4 separate regions of the Mus musculus genome follow, and all the other regions are linked to region 2. The links are chromatin contacts, called in public HiChIP or PLAC-seq maps. All regions are on one chromosome and are shown on one strand. The core of a region is the stretch at or near the end of the contact, and the rest is flanking DNA. Distances in the headings are between cores, read along the strand shown. Region 1 has its middle 12 kb from the start of Adam11. Region 2 overlaps Nmt1 (N-myristoyltransferase 1). Region 3 has its middle 19 kb from the start of Arhgap27os3. Region 4 overlaps Plekhm1 (pleckstrin homology domain containing, family M (with RUN domain) member 1).

The links. HiChIP or PLAC-seq counts read pairs in DNA pulled down with a chosen protein or histone mark.
Region 1: a contact with region 2 is called in an HNF4G HiChIP or PLAC-seq map of pancreatic cancer cells. The contact joins two enhancer-like sites. A contact is called at or near these places in 4 of 484 Hi-C or Micro-C datasets (the G1E-ER4 cell line, cerebellar granule neurons and cortical neurons) and 3 of 115 datasets of contacts at active chromatin or transcription factors (embryonic stem cells, epiblast stem cells and pancreatic cancer cells).
Region 3: a contact with region 2 is called in a FOXA1 HiChIP or PLAC-seq map of pancreatic cancer cells. The contact joins two enhancer-like sites. A contact is called at or near these places in 2 of 15 datasets of contacts at CTCF or cohesin (the NIH/3T3 cell line and large pre-B cells), 5 of 484 Hi-C or Micro-C datasets (the Ba/F3 cell line, muscle stem cells, myocytes and 2 more), 3 of 115 datasets of contacts at active chromatin or transcription factors (epiblast stem cells, microglia and pancreatic cancer cells) and 2 of 9 other capture datasets (adipose tissue and liver).
Region 4: an HNF4G HiChIP or PLAC-seq map of pancreatic cancer cells shows a contact between it and region 2. The contact joins two enhancer-like sites. A contact is called at or near these places in 2 of 115 datasets of contacts at active chromatin or transcription factors (double positive thymocytes and pancreatic cancer cells).

Annotation. Positions count from the first base shown.
Region 1 is chr11:102,747,551-102,751,655 of GRCm38.p6, reverse strand. It overlaps the pseudogene Gm39501. Among named protein-coding and RNA genes, the nearest start is that of Adam11, 12 kb to the left of the region's middle. Within about 2 kb of position 1,730, at least 40 of the 459 cell types and tissues checked have an H3K27ac peak or open chromatin away from gene starts, as enhancers often do. A contact at or near this core is called in pancreatic cancer cells, where this site is marked.
Region 2 is chr11:103,053,915-103,058,408 of GRCm38.p6, reverse strand. It overlaps Nmt1 (N-myristoyltransferase 1), which reads right to left. Exons shown (of 12, transcript NM_008707.4): 5 at 3,120-3,211; 6 at 1,910-2,026; 7 at 874-1,044; 8 at 96-204. Among named protein-coding and RNA genes, the nearest start is that of Gm42090, 8.5 kb to the right of the region's middle. Within about 2 kb of position 1,563, at least 32 of the 459 cell types and tissues checked have an H3K27ac peak or open chromatin away from gene starts, as enhancers often do. A contact at or near this core is called in pancreatic cancer cells, where this site is marked.
Region 3 is chr11:103,323,862-103,327,939 of GRCm38.p6, reverse strand. No RefSeq gene overlaps it. Among named protein-coding and RNA genes, the nearest start is that of Arhgap27os3, 19 kb to the left of the region's middle. Within about 2 kb of position 2,534, at least 10 of the 459 cell types and tissues checked have an H3K27ac peak or open chromatin away from gene starts, as enhancers often do. A contact at or near this core is called in pancreatic cancer cells, where this site is marked.
Region 4 is chr11:103,395,329-103,399,807 of GRCm38.p6, reverse strand. It overlaps Plekhm1 (pleckstrin homology domain containing, family M (with RUN domain) member 1), which reads left to right. Exons shown (of 12, transcript NM_183034.2): 3 at 2,534-2,781. Among named protein-coding and RNA genes, the nearest start is that of Plekhm1, 15 kb to the left of the region's middle. Within about 2 kb of position 2,962, at least 43 of the 459 cell types and tissues checked have an H3K27ac peak or open chromatin away from gene starts, as enhancers often do. A contact at or near this core is called in pancreatic cancer cells, where this site is marked.

The DNA of each region.
Region 1 (4,105 bases), core at 481-2,980, 310 kb after region 2:
ATTGCAAAGAGCCTAAAGGGTGTTGCTGTTTGGCTGTCTTAGCAAATTCAGCAAGTCCAATCCCTTTTATGGACTTTAAAGGTATAACACAAACTGTAGGAAACATGGAAAAGCCGATAAATTCGACTTTATACAGATGTATATAGGGTAGAGGTCATAAGCACAGTTAAGAGAGAAGCCACTGATTCCAAAACTATGTACAAGTTAATTTTAAAAGGCTGGTGCCCTAATGCATGCAGGGCTCCTTACAAAGCACCAGGAAAGTGATCAATAACCCAGGAAAACGAGCAGAGGGTAGCCAGAGGCCTCACACAGAAAACCCAAATGACCAGACAGAACTGTTGACGCCATTCATTGTAAGAGAAAATGAAGACTAGGACTATATCATACATGCTCCAATTTATCAGTTTGCTAGAATAACAAGGGGCCAAGGAAACAGAGTGTGTGTATGTGTGAGTGTGTGTGTGCATGTACATGTGTGTGAGTGTGTATGTGTGTGCATGTACATGTGTGTGAGTGTATGTGTGTGTGTGCATGTGTGTGTGTATGTGTGTGTGTGTGAGAGAGAGAGACACAGTGAGTACATATGAGTGTATGTGTGTGTGTGAATGAGTAAATGAGTAAAAAATAATTTGGCCACACTGAAGAAAATTATAAATGTAGGCACCCTCTGACCCAGTGTCGCTACCTCAGGACTTTATTACCCACTACACATTGATTGTAAATACTTACTCACTGCAGCTAATCTGTGTCCATTAGCAAGAAACAGGTTAAACAAAGCACTGCAGATTCAGGCAATGGTATATTCTGTAGCCAAAGATTGGGGGGGGGCATTTAAAGACGCTTTTTAGTAGCAGTTATAAATTATTTAAGGTATACTGGGGGAAGCAAGAAGCCGCACATGGAGCACCATTTGCCCCAGGACGGAGGTTAAAACGGTCGGATGTGCTGTGTGAATGTATGCGAACTGGAGGATGGATGTGGAATCCACTTTCACTTTAAGCCTTTTGTAGTTCTTGAATTTTGAGTGCAAGTGCATGCTATATATGTATGCATGCTATATTTATAGTGCCATATATATGTATACATGGATATCTAACTATGGAAGGGAAGTGAGAGTCCCGTTAACTAGCCCATAATCTTTCTACTTCTGGAGAGCGAGGATTACAAGTGCGCGCCCCACCCCACTTAATTATTTTAAAAATGTGAAAGTATCCGTTTCTTTCCTTAATTCTTATACACACGAATGTGGGGCTTTATACACACAAAGATCCCTGATTTAGGTCAATCCTTGCAAGGCTCCTCACAGCCCAAAACCAAAATTCATTGCTTCATTACCCTCCCCCTGCCCCACCCCCTTACAGCTTTCTCAGCTCCACTGCAAACCCAAGGCCATCCCAGGCCTTGCTCTGCGGCACACCTAGGGCATCTGCTGTCTGGTATCTCTTGTACCTTCTAGGAAAGGGACAAAGGCATTGGGGACTTCAGCCTTGACTCCCAGATGCACCCTCATCTATTGCGCGGAGTCTTTCCCCATCTGCCGCACAAAGGCGAAGGCACAAAGGGGAAGGCATCTTTCTCTGCTCTCTCACACTGCTATTTCCTGACCTCAGTTTCATCTGCTCAGGGACAGGGGTTCTTCATGGCTCTACAGACTCTAGGGCTGAGTCTTCCTTGTTCCACTGTTGACTCCATGACCTAACCCTGTGACTCAGAAGTTAGGAAGGATCTGACAACATGCCAGGCATGTCCTGTAATCCCTAGGGAAGCTGGGACATTGGGACAATGAGGTCAGGGCCAGCCTGGGTTACACAAAGAGAATTTGTGGAGGGAGGGAGGGAGGGAGGGAGGGAGGGAGGCAGGGAGGGAGGGAGAGACTTCAGTTCACACCACTGATGGGCTAAGAAATGAGGACTGACTAAGGGTGTGGGCGTGGGGCACTTGCTGTATTGGACTGACTAAGGGTGTGGGCGTGGGGCACTTGCTGTATTGGACTGACTAAGGGTGTGGGCGTGGGGCACTTGCTGTATTGGATGGCCATGTGACACACAGGTTTGTCAGGGTTCTGGCTCTGCAGATCCTGGGAATTTGAAAGTTCACTGACCAAAGTAGAGAAGGAATTCAGCTCAGGTGATGGATTCAATGGCCTCTCAGACTCTTTCTTTTGTTCTGTCTGTCTGTCTCCCTCCCTTCCTCCCTCATTCCCTGGCTGCCTCCCTCCCTCCTTCCTAACTTCTGAGCTTTTAGGACTGCAGGTAATCAGAGATTCTTTGCATATGTCTGAGTATCCTTGATGGCCCATGGTTGGGATTAACCCCAAGGCTTTTTACGGGGCAGGAAAGTGAGGAAAGCTATGGTCTCCTTCCTCAGCCCTTGGATTTTGGAGACAAAGTCCTACTGTTTAGCTCAGGTTGGCCTTGAACTCGTGACTCTCCAGCCTTGGCTGAGGTTACAGGTGTGCACCATCATGCTTGACTCTTGCCATTATAGATTCTGATTCTGCAAGTATGGATAGAAGTCCAGAAGCCTGCATTTATTTAAAAAATATTGGGGACCTACTTTGTGTCTATGTAGTTGGTGTATGTGCACATGTGTTTGGGTGCATGTGCACTTAAGTACAGAGAGGCCAGGGAAAGCCTGCTCTTTAACTCTCTACCTCATTCCCTTGAGACGGAGCCTATTACTGAACCTGGAGCTAAGCTGAAAGGACCCTCACAGTGCTGAGGTTACATGCATGCACCCTCACAGTGCTGGGGTTACATGGACAGTTATGCCAGGCTTTTCTTATGGGTGCTGGGGATTCAAACTCAGATCTTCACACTTGCCCAGAAACTGTTCTTACCCACTGAGCCATGTCCTCTGCCCCTGGGACTTGCATTTTTGGGGAACCAGGAGACTCTGATGACTCTCATATATATATGAGTTTCAGAAAACAGCCTTTTGCTCTCCAAACACTTTTAAGTCAAAATCTTCAGTTAAAGACCACTGTGTAAATACGGCTCCAGTGACCTCTTCTCTGGGCTGAGTTCCCAGAAGAGTCTTTGCCAATGGAGCGAGCTGATGATCAGTGCCAACTCTGACCAGCAGGCCCCTGAGGGTGGACTTTGGCCTGTAACCAGCCACGGTCCTCAGGAATCAAAAGGACTTACCTGGTACAGTGTGAGCTGCCTAACAGTGTTGGAGCCTCTGGGTCTCAGAAAAGAAACTTCAGGAAAGGATTTAGACAGATGGCAGCAAGGATGAAACTTCCCGAGACACAGAAACCTTCCATTTTGACTACAGTGGGGGAGGGAAAGGTCTGAGGAAGGACGCCAGCACACGTTCCAGCCCTCGTAAGGCTGCACCGCAACCTGTATCTGTTTCTCTACATTAAATGTGTACAAGGAACTCTGTCCTTCCTGGTTTGTCTTCAGATGCCTTACTGCCACATCCCAGTGTGTGGGTAACATAAGTGGGGGTACCCTATTTTATACCCTATTTTAAAGGGAACCAGAAGGCTCTGGGCCTGGTGAAGAGGTTACAATTTGGAAGAAAACAAGGCTGGACCAATAGCCATGACTACAGACTCTCGAGTTAGCTGTTCACACTTTGTCCTTTGACCCTAAACTGAACTCTGAAGATTCTAGTCTGACAGAGCCTAAACAGAGCAGTAGTTTTCCTGTCCTGTGAAGGGAAGCTGTCTTAGGGTTTTACTGCTGTGAACAGACACCATGACCAAGACAAGTCTTATAAAAAACAACATTTAATTAGGGCTGGCTTACAGGCTCAGAGGTTCAGTCCATTATCATCAAGGTGGAAGCATGGCAGTATCCAGGCAGGCATGGCACAGGCAGAGTTAAGAGTTCTATGTCTTCATCCAAATGCTGCTAGTGGAAGACTGATTTCCAGGCACCTAGGATGAGAGTATTAAGCCCACACCCACAGTGACACACCTACTCCTACCAGGTCACACCTATTCCAACAAGGCCACACCTCCAAATATGTGCAAGAATATACAAACCATCACATTCCACTCCCTGGCACCCATAGACTTGTACAAACACATGAGTCTATGGGGGGCCATACTAAAACATAGCATAATGCAAATGCATTTAGTCCAACTTTC
Region 2 (4,494 bases), core at 314-2,813:
GACAGTAAGGCACAAGAGCCTGGAGACTAGGGGCTGGTGAGTGGAAACCTCTCCCACACCCTCGCTCCTGCCCACCACCCCGGGGCACCACTGGCCTCTGGCAGTCGGTAGAGCTTCATGGTGCGCTGCATGGTCATATTTCTGCTCAGATGGGAGAACTTCACTTCAATCAGCTTCCGAGGGTTTAGGGATCGATGCCAGTACCTGTAGGAACATAAATGTCCTGGCCTCAGAGGACTCTGGGTAGTCCCACTCATTAAGAGGACAAGGGCAGGGGACCTCAAGGTGATAGCAGGTGTCATGAGGCAGCCCCTCTCTAGAAGAGCAGCCTCAGCTTCCTCCAGGGGGCCAGGGAATCTTCCCTCCCTGCTCTTCCATTTCAGAAGCCATTCCTTGTTAGATCAGGTGTCTGGGGAGCACAATCCTCTCTCCGGCAATCAGGCCAGGGGAAGGCTGACAATGCCCAGGAGACTGGCAGGCAGGCGCTCGCTCCCCCTCCCGCCTGCTCTGTACTCTCCTGCAGTTATTATTTATGCAGCTCTCTAGGCAGAGAGGATTCAATTGTTTCAAACAACTTTCTAAGATGGAGGTCATCCTTAGATTACACAGGGATCATCAGACAAGCTCCCCTTGATCCACAAAATATTCATAACCCCTCCCCCCACTCTAACTGCTGGCAATCCCAATTCGACAATGTCTAATCTTTCTTCCCACTCCCTGAACCATACTCTCCCTACATTCCGAAATCTTCTCCATCTGCCTCTTTCCAGTACCCCATCCCCAAAAAAACTTGGCCCAGAAAAGGGCAATGCTGTGTCTCGGGGACATTCCTCCTCCCCTGCATTCCCAGGACCTGCAGGAAGCAACTCTTACCTGCAGGTGCCCACAGGCTTTGGCAACACCACTCCGGCAGTGTAAACAGCTTGGAAAATGCCCTCCAGGTGGACCCGCCGGGTGATCTCTCGGATCAAAACTGGAGCCACCCTCTTAGAGCGCAGCTTCTTGTGGACACACAGGAAGTTGATCTCCACCATCTTCTTCTCTCTGAAGAGAGGCAAATTGCTGACTTTCACAACTTTCCCCATTCAACGTAAGAGGAATCTTGCCAAGCAGGCAAACCTCACTCGAAGGGATGCACTCGGCTGTAGTCTCCATTGAGTAGTCACTACTGGGGACCCCACCCACTACCACTTTCTCCTTGGCAAGCTTGCCTCACACCATCTACTTCAAAACAGACGGGGGCGCCTTCAAATGCCTTTCTCTGAGGGCACCCCTAGCACTGCCCTGTGGAATCCTGAGAGTGGGCTGGGAGGCCCACCTGAGGCAAGCAATGGAGAAACCCCAGAGTAAATCAAGGCTCATCTAGATAGGAGACAAGGCTGATCTTGAACCTGCTAAGTAACTCGGGCCAGCCTTGACCCAAGCTTAGATTACAGGTGTGTCCCAGTGCCGGCAGATACTCCAAGGTTTTGGTTCTCACATGAATTTACAGCCTGTACACCCAGAAGATGGCCGCAGATGACTGTGAAACCATCTGAGCCTGAGTCACACTGGCTCCTGCCCATTTCTGACGCTGCTCAGTGTGTCAGCGTGTGACTGGGGCAGGAATGCAGGCGTGGATGGCCTCACTACAGGTCACAGACAAGGCTACCAGCTACAACTTAGAGATAGCCTCACTATGTAGCCTTGGCTGGCCTTGAACACAGGGCTCCACCTGCCTCTGCCACCATGTGCTGGGGTTAAAGGTGTGCGCCACCATGTATGTCAGAACATGTGGTTCTATGACTAGTGTCACTCCCAATACACAGATGCCTCCACTCCACCAGCCCCTCCATCCTCCTCCAACAGTGACTGCGTAGCCTTCCTCTTCCAAAACCGGCAAGATGATGGCCACAGGGCTGGTGCTTACGTGTCATAGATGTGGATGTTTGCTGGGATGGCACTGATGAACCCAACCAGTTTCCGACTTGAGACCACTCGGACCCCACAGTGCCACTGTGGGAGCCAACCTGGTGGCCGGAGAGCCCTGGAACAGAGACAGGGACAGGAGCTGTGGCACTGCTCATAGCAGGCAGGTACTAACACCTGGGGTTAGCAACTGTATTCTCTTTAGGACCAAGACTTCCTGGACACCAACACATCAAGACACAACCGTTTCTCACAGCACCTTCTTGTGCTGCAGATGGTGCCCAGTCTCGCACATACATTCCAGGCAAGTTCCTTGGTACCACACTACAGCACCACACAAGGTTCTGTAGGTCCCCTAGGCTGGCCTGAACCTTGTGACCATTCTGGTTCAGCCTTTTAAGTACAGCCGTATGCTAGGTTCTGTGTTTCTGTTTTTTGAAACAGGTTCTTATGGTGTAGCCTCAGCTGGCCTCGAACACACAGAGATTTGCCTGTCTCTGTCTCTGCCTCCCGAGTGCCGATTTTAAAGGTGTGTGCCACCACGCCCAGCCTTTATGTTCATCTCAAAGCTTGGACTGGAGGTCTTCTACGCAAAGAGCCAGTCGTCCTTTGGTAAGGAACTACACGGTGCTCTGAGACCCTGGGCTCTGTCCCGCCTCTCAGCATCGCTCCTTTCTGCTTTCCCTACCTCCCAGGGTGATCCTGCTCCACTTCAGCCTCGTGCCTCTATCTGCTGAGAGGTTGAGTGTAGCCCAGGATAGCAGATGGTTTATCCAGGATAGACTTTTTCTATAATTGAGCATGCTCAATAACTGGATTGTAAGGAACTTTCTTTCCAATCTTAAGGGCTCTTCTGCTCTTCTCCCCTTGAGAAAGTCACCATGGAGTATATGGTCTTTGCTGGGAAACAACTCTGCATGTCTCCCTCTAGCAATTTATTTTAAGGAAGGTTTCAGTTCTAAACACCACTTAAAGCAAGTCTCCAGATGTACAAACTGAGGGACACAGAGATTTCACACTCAGCGGCTGGCTCTTGGGATCTGCTACCTGCTTTGTCTTCTAACTAGGAGAGGTTTTGGAGACTGGAGACCAGGCTATTATCACACTAAACCTCTGGCTCCTTCGATTTCCTAGCCTCCAGAATCATGAGAAACAAATTCCTATTGTTTCCAAGTTAAATAAAGATATAAAAGACACCCCTTATGACTTACCACAAGAGAAACTCTGGGGAATAGTCGAATCGGAACATATTGTCATCATCTTCCACGTAGTTCTCGTTCAGGAGGGTGTACAGCTCTTTCAGCTGCGGAGAGAGAGGGAGCTCACTGAGATGCTCTGCCAAACGGGGCAACTTCAACTCCACGCAGCGCCAGGCTTCACAGAAGGACAAAGCAAACTACCAAATCCACCCCAGGTCTCACAATCCCTTTCAACCCAGGCATGGAACGTTGGCTTCTTTTAGAACAAGAACCCTTGGTTGCAATAAGAAATGGAACCACTAGAGGGCAGGGTCGCACACTTCAGTACACAGCTGCATCTATAGAACCTGCTAACCAACTACTTAAGATTACCCTGGTCCCCAGAGGAAGCCTCCCATTTTCTGTGAACATGCTTTGGAGAAGTGAGTTTGGGGGCTGATTAAGGAATCACTTACTTCCAGGACACCACTGCCATATTTAAAAAACCAAAAACATGATTGGATTTTTTCATTTAGCCCAACAAACTTTTTCTGCCTTCATAAGCCATCCCCATCAGTTGGCCCAAGTAGAAGAAAACTGGTTTAATGACCTGAGTTCAATTCCTGGAGCTCACATAAGGCAGAAGAGAACTGACGTCACAACACTGCCCTCTATCTCCACAGGGATATATGCTATGGCCCACACCTGCTTCTCATCTCCCATCCTCCCACCCCCACCTCACCAGTAAAAAGCTAAAGAAGGGGGCTGGAAGGGGGTTGGCAAGATGGCTCAGCAGGTAAGAGCACTGACTGCTCCTCCAAAGGTCCTGAGTTCAAATCCCAGCAACCACATGGTGGCTCACAACCACCCATAATGAGATCTGATGCCCTCTTCTGGCATATCTGAAGACAGCTACAGTGTACTTATGTATAATAATAAGTAAATCTTTAAAAAAAAAAAAAGGAAGAAGAAGCATCTGGGCGTGGTGGCGCACATCTTTAATCACAGCACTTGGGAGGCAGAGGCAGGTGGATTTCTGAGTTCGAGGCCAGCCTGGTCTACAAAGTGAGTTCCAGGACAGCCAGGGCTACACAGAGAAACCCTGTCTCGAAAAAAACAAAAACCAAATCAAACCAAACCAAACCAAACCAACCCCTCTGTTCCTAAGACAGGTATGGCAGAACTGCTGACGGTCCTTGAGAGGATCTCTACAATCTAGTTGAAGGAAAAAGGCACTTAATAAATTGGGAGGGTGTGTGTGTGTGTGTGTGTGTGTGTGTGTGTGTGTGTGTGTGTTTCCTTACAGAGAAAAAAATTCTAAATCCCTGATGTTAAAACAGGAGGATAACCAGTGTGGTCATCCTGCAATCTCGGTGCTCAGCAAAGTGAGGCAGGAGGTTTGACTCAA
Region 3 (4,078 bases), core at 1,285-3,784, 270 kb before region 2:
CAAGTATCCGGAGACCACATTCCAACCCTGCCCTTTTTTTAAAAAAAAAATATTTTTATTCTATTTTTTGCATGGATGTTAGTGGAGGCTAGAAGAGGGTGTCAGAGCCCCTGGAACTGGAGTTACAGGTGCTTGCAAGGCACTAATGTCAATGCTGGGAACCAAACTCAGGTCCTCTGGAAGGGCAGGGAGCACTTGTAACTGCTGAGCCATCTCTCCAGCTTCCCCCCTCCTCCCTGACATTTCTTATTGAGTGATCTTAGCAGGTAGCTTGCACCAGGCCACTCATCTATAAACTGAGACATCTACATCTGCCTCAGAAGCTGTCCACGATTGCACAGTGAGTCTTGTGCAGCTTTTCCAACCCTGAACCTAGTGCAGGTATGTTTGTGAAATCACATTAGTCTTCTAGGCTAGCCCCGGTCCTAGAGATTTACAGCCACAAGACCACCATGCTGGGCCTGTGAGTCCTTTGATCCCAGGGTCCTGCAGCCGTCTTTTCTGAAGACCTCAGAACAGCAGTGTCTCAGGAAAGCTACTTTTTATATGCTTTGAGGCAAGGGTGTTTGAGGTAGAGCGCCTTGCTAGACCAAAGCGGAATGAGTCTCATTATATTGACAAGAGGGCAGGAAGGGAGCCTGCCTTCCTGGGCCTTTCAAGCCTGGGTGTTCTCCTGCTAGAGGCCTTAGAAAAAGACCTTTGATATGAGATTCCTTTTACTAAAAAGGGGTGGAGGTGGGGTGCCCACCAACAGAACACGCTCCATCCTGCAGTACTCACATGCACCACTAGGTGGCAATCATCAGAAAGACTCTGCGGCCAGTCTTCCTGTATTGTGTTGTATAGCGTTGAGACAGAGTCACAACGCAGTCAGACAGGCCTCCATCTTGCTATAGAGCCAAAGATAACCTTGAGTTTCCCATCCTCCTGCTTCTATATCCCAAGTTCTGGAATAGCAACACACCAAGATCCTTTCTTCTCCTTCCCTTTTTCCACCTCCTCGTCCTCTGTCTGTAAGTCTGTGTGTGTGTGTGTGTCCCGTGTGTGCATGTATCTGCTAAGGCCAGAAGAGAGTATCTGATCCCCTGGTGTTGAAGTCTCAGGCCACTGTTAGCATCCAGGGCCCACCATGGCCTCCTACATAACTGCTATGCACATCAGTCCTGAGAGACGCCAGTCTTAATGAGCCCTACTATGCTATGGGACTGCCTACTCCTCTGGCCTTTGCACACTCCTTACTGTGTGTCTTTATGTAGAATTCTGTATTTTGTCACAGGCACAAAGTGTCCCAGCCACCACCACAATCAAAACAGAATGGTTCTATTGTTTCAAAAACCCCCATATCTGCCAGACATGGTGGTGCATGCCTTTAACCCCAGCTCTTGGGAGGCAGAAGCAGGTGAGTCTCTGCGAGCTTGAGGCCAGCCTGGTCTATATAGTGAGTTCTAGGCAAGTCAGAGCTACAGAGTAAGACCCTGTCCAAAACAAAAACAAAAACAACATTCTTGGGAGACAGCTTACCCAAAGAACACCTGCTCAGAACGTGAGAGGCTCTAGGCAACCTCTACTACCAAAACTGGGGAAGCAGGAATGGGATGGAATTTCTATTTTATGTTATTTTTATTTATTTTTTCAAAAGGTTTTATTTATTCATTTAATGTATGTGAGTGCTCTATCTGCATGTACACCTATGTGCCAGAAGAGGGCATCAGATCACATTACAGATGGTTGTGAACCACTATGTGGTTGCTGGGAATTGAACTCAAGACCTCTGGAAGAGCAGCCAGTGCTCTTAATCGCTGAGCCACCTCTCCAGCCCTAACTTATTATTTTAAGTTCATGAGTACTTTTGCCTGTGTGTAGGTATTTGACTGGTGGCCACCTGTGCCAGAAGAAGACATTCAGATACCCCGAAACTGCAGTTACAGACAATTGTGAGCTGCTGTGAGGATGATGGGACTTGAACCAGGGTCCTATGCAAGAGCAACAAATGTTTCTATCCTCATCAGCCCCCCTCCAGGGGTTCCTCTATCTTCACATCTCCCTGTCTCTTCCCCAATTGACAACCTGGTCTTTCTCCATTTCTCATTTCTTCCTTTGAAACGGTTTTGTAGATGAACTCATACAGCGTGTAGCCTCTGGAGACTGGGCTCTCTGCACTGGGCACAAGGGGCTTCAGACCCAAAAGAACCAGTGATGAGGCTTGTGGTTCCGAGGACTGCCTCTGATAGGTTTTTGAAAAGTCACTCCTAGCTTGAGGTAAAGGATAAAGGGAGGTGAACCAATTTGGAAACCTCCAGAGTTCCGAAGAATAACCAATCCTCCACTCTGGCAGGTCAGTATTCCACCCTCCCCAACCCCACCCCAACGCTCCCTACCTCTACCCATGCCCTGCCCCCACCCCACTTCCACCCCCACCCCTCAGCCCCTACAGCCTGGAAACCCGCCTTGCTTCTCACAAAGGTGCTCACCTTCCCGTAGCATCCTCAGCGAGTGACAGGGATGCTTGGAGCAGAGCTGCCAGCAGGGGGCACGAGAGCCCTTTTTCCTGAGAGGTAATCCCACAGACACACCCAGAGCGAGAGGGGACACTTTGGGACTTTGTATGAGCCAAGCGAACCCAAGTGTCTTCTCCAGTATGTCCTAGCCCACAGGTTTCCGTGTGACTTTAAGCTCTAAGGCTGGGGTAAAGCAAAGGACACATACCCTTAGAAGAGACAAAACTTGGAAAGGAGATGGGGGGGGGAGCTCCCCCAGTCAGAGGTCATTGTTGTTGAGGATGTCTGAGTACCTCCCCCCACCCATGCTACCTCACATTTCCAGGTCTCCCAAGTCCGCGGTGGCGCTGGGTATCAATTTCTCACCCCACTCACGGCCCCTTCTTCTCTAGAGACCCCTTCACACTCCAAGCGTTCTCTAACACGCTCTCCAAGCATGCATCTGGCCTGGGCGAAGGACCTTAACGAGCCTTTGCTGTGTGCTGGCACCAGATGACACTGAAAACCTGGAAGGAAGCCCTGCCAGACTGAAGCGGACGGGCTTTGTCATGATGCAGCTGTCTGAGGCGCCTGTGCTCCTGAAGAGCAACCCCAACAATCACCGTCTCCACGAACAAGACTCAGACATGGGGGCAATAATTTCTGGTCCATTGTTGGTGCCTTATGCAGGGTAAGTAAACAGGTGTTTACACCTCCCAGGGAAAAGCTGCCCAACTGCCCGCTGCCTCCTGTTTGCTTGAGAAGCTTTTGCCCTTCCCAGGCTGTCTTTTCCATAAACCCAAGAGTCCATCAAGAATAGGAGTTTTTGTCTGTCTGACTGGCTGACTGCTGCTCCTTGTCACCTACACATGAACACTGAACGATGACTGTCCCAGCATCTCCCTTCCCTCGGCACGCTACTCCTTCCAGCCTTCTCTCTCCTCAGTCTTCTAGCTGTGAGCTCCCAGAAGGTTCTCTGCCCCACTTTACATCAACCAACCAACCTGTCTCACAGTCTGTCTCCACACCGTCAGCCGAACAACGTTCCTCAGGTGTCCATCACATTCTGTCAACCCTCCTAAAGACCCTCTCCACATTCAGTGCTCAGATGCTGACTGGGCGGTGTGTGAGGCTCACAAGGAGGACGGCACCAGCTGGCACAAGTACAAGAGGTGCCCAGGTCCTATCCAGAGTGACGAGGGCACAGAAGCGTAACAGTGAGCATGCGTGCTGCCGTCTAGACGCTGTTTCTTTTTTAACTCTGTGAGATGTTCCTGGTACATCCAGAGAAAGTTCCCAGAGGTCCTGAGTGCTCACCTCTTTATTCCTTTCTGAAACTTATTTTTACTACTGTTTGGGGTGTGTTTATGTGTGCATGTGTGTAGGTGTGTGTGTGAGTATCTGTGTGTGCACATGTGCATACACTCACACGTAAAGACCTGAAGTCAATGGACTTCATGTTGGCTGTCTCCTTCAACCTCTCTACACTCCACTCACTGAGCATTCAGTGACATTCACAGCCAGCATGCACAGCCTGCTAGCCAGCTTGTCCCGGCAACTCCCTGTTTCTGCCTCCCCAGTGCTAGGATTACCGTTCCCAC
Region 4 (4,479 bases), core at 1,713-4,212, 340 kb before region 2:
CTAGTGCAACAGTCTGGCCTCAAAGATCAGGTGCTGGGATTAAAGGCGTGTGCCACCACTCCTGGCCTTACTTGCTGAGAGGACCCTGATTCAGTTCCTAGTACCCAGTGTGTTAGTTCTCAACTGCCTATTATTCCAGTTCCAGGGGGATCCACCATCCTCTTCTAGTCCCTATGAGTACCGCACACGTGCACACACACATACATACATACATAAACACACACACACACAGTGCACTTACATGAAGGCAAAATATACACATAAACTAAAAGTAAGGTTTTTTTAGAGGTTTTATATTTTTTCAGTTTTTTGTTTTGTTTTTTCGAGACAGGGTTTCTCTGTGTAGCCCTGGCTGTCCTGGAACTCACTTTGTAGACCAGGCTGGCCTCGAACTCAGGAATCCACCTCCCTCTGCCTCCCAAGTGCTGGGATTAAAGGCGTGTACCACCACCACCCGGCCTAGAGGTTTTATTTTTATATGAACATTTTGCCCAAAAATGTAAATGTATCACATGCACACATGGTGCCTGTGGAGGCCAGAAGAGGGCATCAGATTTCTATACTGTAGTTACAGATGTGAGCTCCATGTGCATGCTAGGCAGCAAACCTGGGCCTCTACAAGAGCAGCCAGTGCTCCTAAGCTGAGCCACCTCTCCAGCTCCTGCCAAGCAAACCTTTTCCTTTTTTCTTTTTTTTAGGATTTCATATGTGAGCACTGTCATTTCTAGCCCTCCTACCTCCAGCACTCACTTCCAAGTTCATGATCTCTTCTTCTATGCTTCTTGTTGCTACCCTCACACGTATACAAACACATACTTGTGGATATAATCTTCTGCATATGGGGGACTAGACAGCCTACTAGTGCTCATCCTATAGAAGGCTGATTCTCCTCTCAGCAGCCATTGTAAATGAATCTGCTTGGTTGGTTGTTTCATTTGAGACAGGGTCTTACTGTTTAGCCCTGACTGATCTGGAATTCCTTATGTAGACCAGGTTAGCCTTAGGCTTACAGAGATCTGCCTGCTTCTGCCTCCTGAGTGCTGAGATTAAAGGAATGTGCCGCAATGCTCAGTGTCAATAAATTAAAATAGTAGCAGTAGTAGTAATAATTTGTGAAAGTAAAAGTTAACCAAAATTGAAAAATGTGGTTACTTCTGGGGAGGATCAAAAATAGCAAGACAAACAAACCCCGAAGTTTGTCATTTAAATCAGAGAAGTTAGTGTAAATTATAACTTGTTAATTTTTAAAATTCAACTTTCCAAACAACACCCTCTGTTCAGATTAAGTCAGAATAAAAGTGAAGTATTTATCTATAACTTAATACTTGCTTCAAACCGGTTCTTCTGCAGTTCTGTCTAGTTCTTTGCTAAACACTAAAGATTTGATACACTCATATCTATGATTGTATGATTTTCCCACCAACACCTGGTGTACATTTGGAATTGCATGCCTTATATATGTTATTGTATCAGACACAGTGGCAAGTGTTAGAGACATGAGGAGAAAAGAAAAACCAATTTCTGTCTTCAAGCAATGGCCTCTGCGGGGCATGGTGGTTCAGATAGATCTCTAGATTCAAGGCTAGCCTGGTCTACAAAGTGAATTCCAGGACAGCCAGAGCTACAGAAATCCTTTAAAGCTTTGCTCTAGGCCTAGGCTCTTAGCTAATATAATTATACATCTGTGGTCTTGACTGGTCTTTCCTCCCCACAGTGTTGGGGATCTAATGGAGGGCTGTAACTGTCAAGCATACTCTCTTGAGCCACACTTGCTGGTCCTTTCTTTGTTATTGTTCTAAAGAAATACTCTGCCTCCTTAGCTTGTCTCTGCCGAGTGCCCCCAAGCCACCATTTCAGTAGTTAAATACAAGATTGATGTTTAGTTTTAAAAACCAAAAGATACGGGACTGGAGAGATGGCTCAGCAGCTAAGAGCACAGGCTGCTCTTCCAGAGGTCCTGAGTTCAAATCCCAGCAACCACATGGTGGCTCACAACCATCTGTAATGGGATCCATTGCCCTCTTCTGGTGTGTCTGAAGACAGTGACCATGTATGTACTCACGTACGTAAAATAAATAAATAGATATTTTAAAAAGAGAGAGGGAGAGATAGGGCGCACTTGTTGCTCTTGCAGAGGATCTGGGTTTGATTTTCAGCATCTACATGGTGTGTGGCCCACAACCATCCATAACTCCAGTTTTAGGGAATTTGATACCCTCTTCTAACCTCAGACACTAGGCACACATGTGATACACATACATACATGTAGGCCAAACACTCACACATACATTAATAAATTTAATTAAAACTTTTTCTTTTAAATAAAAAATAAAAAAAAAATAGATGTACAAAACCATTTCTTCTGTATGCCGGATCTTCACTTGCCACAATAGCTAGCTTTGCAGAAGGAGTCTAGGTTACATACATAAGTGTGTGTGGTCACACACCTCAAAAAACAGGCCCTGGACTACATTCCAGGGGCTCCACATAGGACTTCCCTCTAAAGTCTGCCCTTGTGTTTAACACAACTTAGGTCATCAAGAAGAAGCTCGTGGGATCCGTGAAGGCTCTGCAGAAACAGCATGTGTCTCTGGACACAGTGGTCACCAGTGAAGATGGAGATGCCAACACCATGTGCAGTGCCCTGGAGGCTGTGTTCATCCACGGCCTGCATGCCAAGCACATCCGCGCCGAGGCTGGCGGCAAAAGGAAGAAGCACACTCACCAGAAGGCTCTGCCTCAGCCTGTCTTCTGGCCCCTTCTGAAAGCCATCACCCACAGGTGAGATCCGTCAGGGAGAGAGGAGCTTCAGCCTGGGGCGCTGGGCTCCTCTCCAGGGTGGCACAGCCAGAAGCAGTGTTGTGGTGTAGTCGCTATGCAGTGACTGTAGGGCTAGGCTTAAGGAAGGCTTGCCTCCAGACCCTGAGACACTCCTCTAGAGCCTGTGGCTTCTCCTCACCCCAGCACTAATGACCTTTAGACTCCGCTAGGCTGAGTCATGTACTTACTGCTGAGTGGTGTGGCCTGAGAAGACTAAAGTATCCCCTCTCCTTTTTTTTTTTTTTTTTCAAGACAGGGTTTCTCCTTATAGCCCTGGCTGTCCTGGAACTCACTTTGTAGATCAGGCTGGCCTGGAACTCAGAAATCCACCTGCCTCTGCTGGGATTAAAGGCGTGCGCCACCACGCCCAGCAGGAAATGTTGCTGACTTGCCTTTGAATATTCAAGTCTGTCTTCTAAATTTAAAATATATGTTTTTTAAAATTTTATATGTGTAAGTATCCCCCTACATGAGTATCTGTGCACCATGTATGTGTCTGGTGCAGGGCACACAAGCCAAAAGAGGATGCCAGACCCCTGGGAACTGGACCTACAGATGATTGAGCCAGCCACCATGTGAGCGCTGAAAATAGAACCTGGGTCCTCTGCAAAAGCAGCCAGTGCTTTTAACCAGGGAGCCATTTCTCCAGCTCCTGTATTCTGAACTTTATGTTCATGATGAGGTATGTGTGGCACTTAGCCTAGAAACCAGATATATTTCTGAATATTCACCCTAAGGCCCTGTCTTTGGCCTTGTCCTTGGCTGCTTAGACCCTATGCTGGTACCTAGCACTGCCTCCGTAAAGTGTTAAGTGCCTGAAGACACCTTGTCAGTCTTTGGTCTGCCTTCCTGTAGCTGCTGATAGTGCCCTGTCTTGGTTTTTTTAGCTCTCTTCCAAGTAACAGTGTGTTTCTTTGTTTTTAAGTTTTGTTTTAAGTTTGTGTGTATGAGTGTGTGCCTGTGTGTCTATGCCACATGCATGTGGGTGCCTATGGAGTCCAGAAGAGGTAATCAGATCCCCTGGAGCTGGAGTTATGAGTATGTGAGGCACTCAACATATGTGCTGGGACTTGAACTCAGATCCTCTGGAAGCACAGCAAGTGCTCTTAACCACTGAGCCACCGCTCCAGTCCCAGAGACTGAGTTTCTAGTTGTCTCTATATCCAGCTCAGTGGTACCCTGAGTCAGTTAGCCAGTCAGTAATACTGCCGAAGTTAAGTACAGCTTACACTGAGTCCAGAGGACTGGGGGTACACTTCTGCACAGGACACCGTGGCAGCAGAGAAGGGGACTGTGGCTGTGTCAGACCGAAGCTTTGGGAACTGAGTTTGTGCACCTAGGGTCTGAGTGTTCCCTGCAGTGCCAGCTGCTCTCGACTGAGAGCGAATCTCAGTAGTCGAATGCTTGCCTAGTGTGCACAAGCTCTGGCTTTATTCCCTAGGAACTGGGGTTGGACTCAGCCGGTATGTCCTGGGTTAGCAGATGATGTTTGGTAGCTAGAGCTCAACAGCTCAGCTTTCCTGCATTCCCGAGACATCGTCCCCAGAATTTTATGTCTGAATACGATCATGTTTTCAGTACTTTATCACTCGTTCTTGCTAAGCAGTAGCTTGAACCACATCTCTGAGATTTGAGGCAGTTTCTTGCAACACATCTGCT